Linked DNA regions of Sus scrofa: region 2 is linked to region 1. The links are chromatin contacts, called in public HiChIP or PLAC-seq maps. All regions are on one chromosome and are shown on one strand. Each heading gives the region's core, a stretch centred on a gene start, on an enhancer-like site or on the middle of the called end of the contact. The rest is flanking DNA. Distances are from core to core; before and after follow the strand shown. Region 1 holds the start of PPIP5K2 (inositol hexakisphosphate and diphosphoinositol-pentakisphosphate kinase 2). Region 2 holds the start of C2H5orf30 (UNC119-binding protein C5orf30 homolog).

Region 1 (2,700 bases), core at 41-2,540:
TTCCTATTCCCAAATATTATTAAACAAAAGTTATCATTTACAAGAGAGAATTAAATAGCTTGAGTTATAAAAATGAAGATTACATTACACTTTTTTGGATATGCTCATATTTTCAAGAATTCTTTAAAAAATAATTACTCGTGTATTAAAATATGTAGGAATAAGAAAAGGCAGTGAAGGTGGCCAATTACAGCTCCTAATTTTGCAAGAGGAAATGTCAGGATCAAATTTGGTTGAGCTTTTAACAGTAAGTCCCTGGTACAATATTAAATGAAATCCATGAATACTTACTGTAAGTGTAAATATAAATAATTTTATCTTGTGTGTGCAATAAAGGCAGTTAAGTACCATTTGAAATAAAATTAAGATTTAACTTGTGTTCCACCAAGGGCAAAACCCATCAAGGCTACCAATTTAAGCCTCTAAAAGGTTATAATAAGCATGTGTTCCAACTTTAAAACTTAAAATCTGTACCATTTCAATAAACATGTTCACTTGGGATCATTAATTTTACTTCTGAATTATTTTAACTCTGAGGGAGGGACGAGCAAAATTTCATGTAACGAAAAATATTGAGAAATCTCATTACACAAGGCACTTCCCTATAATCCACTTCAACGTGCAAATTCGTTTAACAAAAATGCCTTTATCTCCATATGCATATACATGAAGCCAGGTGATAAATGAATTCTCGTTTTTAAAATTCTCTACTTCGGTTCCGAAATGCCTAAAGAAAACCCACAGACAGTAATTTTCCTTTAAAACTACAGGACAAGATTATCCCTTAAATTCGCGTTTCTCCCCGCCACAGTAAACTATAATCTGGGGCAAAAGGGTAACATTTCAGATTAAAGGACGTTCATGATGAAGTAACAGGGACAATGGTTTATTATCAGTCAACTGCAGCACGCAACTTTTGAATTTGCTCAGAGTTTCGGATGTTACTTTAATTGAAGGAGCATTTCCAGAGCGTTTTGGCTACTCGTTAACTAATTCTTAAGGGCAAGGTCCTGCTTAACTCAGCATACGCAAGACGACCAATAAGTAAAACTCGATCACACCTAGTAGGCACCTCCCCAAGCGTGACAACGTCCCTTTTCTACTCTGCTGGCACCAGCACTCAACGCCCCATAAAGGCCCTCCCGTCTCAAGGGCGCCTGCGCAAGCTCCACAAAGTCAGTTAAACCCTTCCTTAAACTAGTTGACGCGAATAGTTTTGAAATTAGTCAAGTCACGCCTCATTTTAAAAATCATCAGCTGTGAACACACCAGAACGACCACTCACCGAAGTGGTCCTAAACGCAAGCGTCAAGATTTAAGCTTCCTCTCGCGACTTATCTGGTGCTGCCGGAAGCGGAACTACCCGTGTGGTTAAGAGAGGGAGTTTTTTATGGGGGGCCTTGGAAGCACGGCCAGAAAGGGTTAGGCGGATCTCTTGGCTCTTGCCGGAAATCGTTCCGCCCGGTGAGGTTTCTGTGTGAGACCCGAGGCAGGCGGGCGGGGAAGAGGCGTGACCAGTATTCGCCAAATGTAAGAGTGCCATGCAGTACGTCTTTGTGGCTCTTCAGCTTCTTTTGAAGAGAGAAGACCTACATTCAGCTAATAGCCGGAGTCTTTTTGACCAACACCTCATTCCTGACTCCAGGATTAAAGGGCAAACCGAGACCTGAATGGGCTTGGTCATCTCCCGCAGTTCGCGTGGCGACCGCAGGAGTGGCAGGTGAGGGCCCCGGGACCGAAGGAGAATCGAGATGCAGAACCTGGTCCTTCGAGGTTTGCGGCCGCTGCTGGGCAGCTGGTTTGTCTCCTGCTGCGCTTGGCGGAGCCTAGACACGCGCTCTTCCTAAGCGCCTGTGCCAGAGCGGCAGGCAGCATGGGCGTGGAAGAGTGGCAGGACAATCTCGAGGGTCTTTTCGCGTTTTAATTTGTCCTCCTCCTGCTTTGCTTCCCATTTCCATTTCGTGGGTTTGAGATTACCGGAGGTTTCATTTTAGCTCGGAGGGAACTGCCGAGTTTCTGGCTAGTACATCAGGCTGTGGTCGCGCTCCACCAAAGTGGGCAATCTCAAGTTTGGGGGCTGCTGTGGGTAGAGATGGCCGTTTTCATTTTCATTCCTCAGAGTCTTTGTTCCTCTGCTTGCTTCTTGTTTCCCTTTACCCCAGTTCAAGAGACCAAAAGCCCCGTCCGTTGCAGCTTTCCAAAGTAAGGAAAGAGGCTGCGGCTTACTGACACCTAATCAATTGGAGAGTGTTGCATCCTCGCGCTCTTCGAGGGAAAGGGAAGAGAGTGGTGACCACTGGATCTCATTTACTAGGTTCTCGACCACTTGCTGGGAGTTTGCACCCTTTGGAGTCCTGTAGATAATGCTAGTTTTGGCTTTAGCGTGCTGAAAGGTTTAACTGTGGAAGTAGGAAGCTTCCTCGCTGACTTTAGCACCTAGCATCCTTGCTCCACACTGGAATATGGTTTTGATTTGTTACTGAAAACTGTTAGTGAAAAAGTTTTTATTTCGGCAGAAAAAAAAATGAGGAAATCTGCTATATTCATTGAGTCTTATGTGTGGCAAGTGATTTACGTTATTTTCTCACGTACTTCTCTCAACAGTTACATGAGGTGTATTAGATTCTTATTCTTATTTTACAGAGATAAGAACTGAGGCTTAGGTCACTTTCCTTGCCCTAGTAAATTTGTGCTATTAGT
Region 2 (2,700 bases), core at 119-2,618, 140 kb after region 1:
GTTTTCCAGAGTGGTTGTCAATTTACATTTCCACCAACAGTGGAGGAGGGTACCTTTTTCTCTACACCCTCTCTAGCATTTATTATTTGTCGCCTTGTTAATGATGGCCATTCTGACTGGCGTGAGGTGATACCTCATTGGAGTTTTGATTTGTGTTTCTCTAATAAATACTGATATTGAGCATTTTTTCATATGCCTGTTGGCTATCCTTATGTCCTCTTTGGAGAAATGTCTATTAGATCTTCTGCCCATTTTTCAGTTGGGTTGTTTGTTTTTTTTTTTTTTTTTTTTGATGTTGAATTGCATGGGTTGTTTGTATATTTTGGAGATTAGGCCCTTGTCTTTTGCATCATTGGCTAAGATTTTCTCCCATTCTGTGTGTTGTCTTTTCTTTTCTTTTTTTTTTTTAATGGTTTCCTTTGCTGTGCAAAAACTTGAATTTGATAAGGTCCCATTGGTTTATTTGTCTCTTTATTGTCATTATTCTAGGAGGTGGATCAAACAATGTGTTGCTGGATTTATGTCAAAGAGTGGTTCTGCCTATGTTTTCTTCTAGGAGGTTTATAGTGTCTGGGCTTATATTTAGGTCTTTAATCCATTTTGAGTTTATTTTTGTATATGGTGTTAGATAGTATTCTACTTTCATTGTTTTACATGTAGCTTTCCAGTTTCCCAGCACCATTTATTGAAGAGGCTATCTTTCTTCCACTGTATATTCTGTCCTTTTTTGTCATAGATTAGTTGACCATAGTTACTTGGGTTTCTATCTGGGCTTTCTATCCTTGTCAGTAACAGTTCTTATCTCTGAAGTTTGTTAACCGGTTTGACAGAGAGAGATACAAGAATCGAGAGTAGAAAAGAATGATCAAAGGAAGGAATTTCTTACAAGAATGGAAAAGATCAAGTCTGAAGATTCAAACATGGGGCTAATCAAATCAGAATCTGAATTTTACCCTTCTCCCCACATTCACTAGATATCTAGCATTTTTCTAAGATTGACCCCATAATTTATTATTTCATCAGCTTCTAGTCTTCTCTATTTCTCAAGGTTGCGTCCTTAAAGCAGAGACTCACCAATGACAAACATCGCCACTTAACTGGGGCAACCTGAGCATTGCCAGCCCTTTGAGTGGGAGCTCTAGAATTGTTGTTTGGGGTTTGGACCTCACAGAGGGTGCTCCGACCTCTCTTCCCACCACAGTCCCAGTCAGCAGCTCCACCCCCCTTGCCCTCGGGTCCCGCCCCCTTCTTCAGGCTTCTTGCTTCCCTTCTCACTCAGGTCCTCTTTTCCTCCGGGTGTGTGAGCTAGGCGCAGGAGGCGGGCTCATCGCTGACGGGCTGCGCCTCTGCAGGGAGGGCGGGAAGGCGGGCGCGGAGGCGGCGGAGGCGGGGACTACGCCGGGCGGTAGCTGGCGCCGTACGCGGTGGGAGCTGAGAGGGTACCCGGCTGGCTCTGCTGGCGGCCTCAGCCCGGATCTCGGTGCCGCAGCCCTGCGCTTCTCCCTCTCTTGTCTACGGCTCCGCGGCCCCAGGCACAGCAAAGGCGGCGGAGCTGTGGGCCACTGGTAGGTTGCACGGGGACGGCGTTTCCTTCTTCAGCCTTTTGTGCTGCAGAAAGGGTGGTAGTGATGGGTGGGTGGGTTGTTGGTGGGGGGGTGATTTGCCTCAGTCACCGATCCCGGGTGCCAACCCCAGTCACGGCGCCGCCCCTTCCTTCTTGCCTCGTGTCGAGGCCGGGCACGCAGTGCCCGCGCGGTGCTGGGGAACCCCGGCCGGGCGGGCCTCCCAGGATGAACGGCGTGCGGCCTCAGCCGCCCCAGGCCTCGACAGTCTTGTCCCCCAGTGCCCGAGCAGAGGGCTGGGGTCTGGTGAACTGGGTGGGGCTCTGGCGGAGTGCCGCGAGCCCGCAGTTCCTTGGACCAGGGGTGGGGTCGGAGACGCCGTGAGTGTGCAGCGTGTGTGAGTGAGGGTGCAGGGGCGTGCGCCCCCGTGAGCGCGCGGCGTGCGCTCGCCGGGGAGGTGCGGGACTCGGCGACCCCAAGTGCCTCTCCCCTGGTGTGGCGGTGCGGAAGTCGGGGCGTGTTGGCGGGCATGCTGGCCTCGCCGCCGCGGTGCCCGCACCGCGGGGCAGCGGGCCTGGAGGCCCCATTGAAAGTAGCTCCTACCCGGGCCTGCTACGCCTCTGACTGTCCGCCCGGGCCCCGCGCTGGGTACGACTGCCCCGGCCAGATAGCGCCTCGGGGCGAGCCCTGACGGCCTTATCTCGCCCGCTCTTCTAGTCTGCGCAGGAAACTGGGGGGCAAGACCGCCCGGGAGCCCACAGCCAGCGCCCGCAGCGCGTCTGCTGTTGTCGTGGGGGCGGATGGACCGGCGGTGTTTGGGACCGCGCGCGTGGTTTGGGGCCGGGTCCTGGCCAGAAGCGAAAGCGACAGATGTCGTTGGGCATCTCCGCCCTCGCCCCACCTGTCGCGGGTGGACTTTGGGCCGGGTGGGAAGTGGAGGAAAGGGATTTCCAGGCGGGCGGCAGTCAAGTCAGACCTTGAGAAGGCGGCCCCATTGTGAAGCTGCCAAACTCTCTCTAGTGGTGGAATCTGCAAATCTCTGCCAGAAAGGAGATGAGAACACGAAAGGAATGATGGCCCTGTCCCTTCCTCTTGCAAGTGTTCCACATCTCCCTGCTTCTTGACCTACGCCTCTTTG

What was found. HiChIP or PLAC-seq counts read pairs in DNA pulled down with a chosen protein or histone mark.
Region 2: an H3K27ac HiChIP or PLAC-seq map of alveolar macrophages shows a contact between it and region 1. The contact joins the promoter of C2H5orf30 here to the promoter of PPIP5K2 in region 1. A contact is called at or near these places in 1 of 5 promoter capture datasets (liver), 1 of 47 Hi-C or Micro-C datasets (embryonic fibroblasts) and 1 of 2 datasets of contacts at active chromatin or transcription factors (alveolar macrophages).

What each region holds. Positions count from the first base shown.
Region 1 is chr2:108,595,443-108,598,142 of Sscrofa11.1, forward strand. It overlaps PPIP5K2 (inositol hexakisphosphate and diphosphoinositol-pentakisphosphate kinase 2), which reads left to right and starts at 1,291. Exons shown (of 30, transcript XM_021084580.1): 1 at 1,291-1,720. GIN1 (gypsy retrotransposon integrase-like protein 1) reads right to left here. Exons shown (of 8, transcript XM_005654992.3): 1 at 1,286-2,700.
Region 2 is chr2:108,731,979-108,734,678 of Sscrofa11.1, forward strand. C2H5orf30 (UNC119-binding protein C5orf30 homolog) reads left to right here and starts at 1,369. Exons shown (of 4, transcript XM_013995002.2): 1 at 1,369-1,565.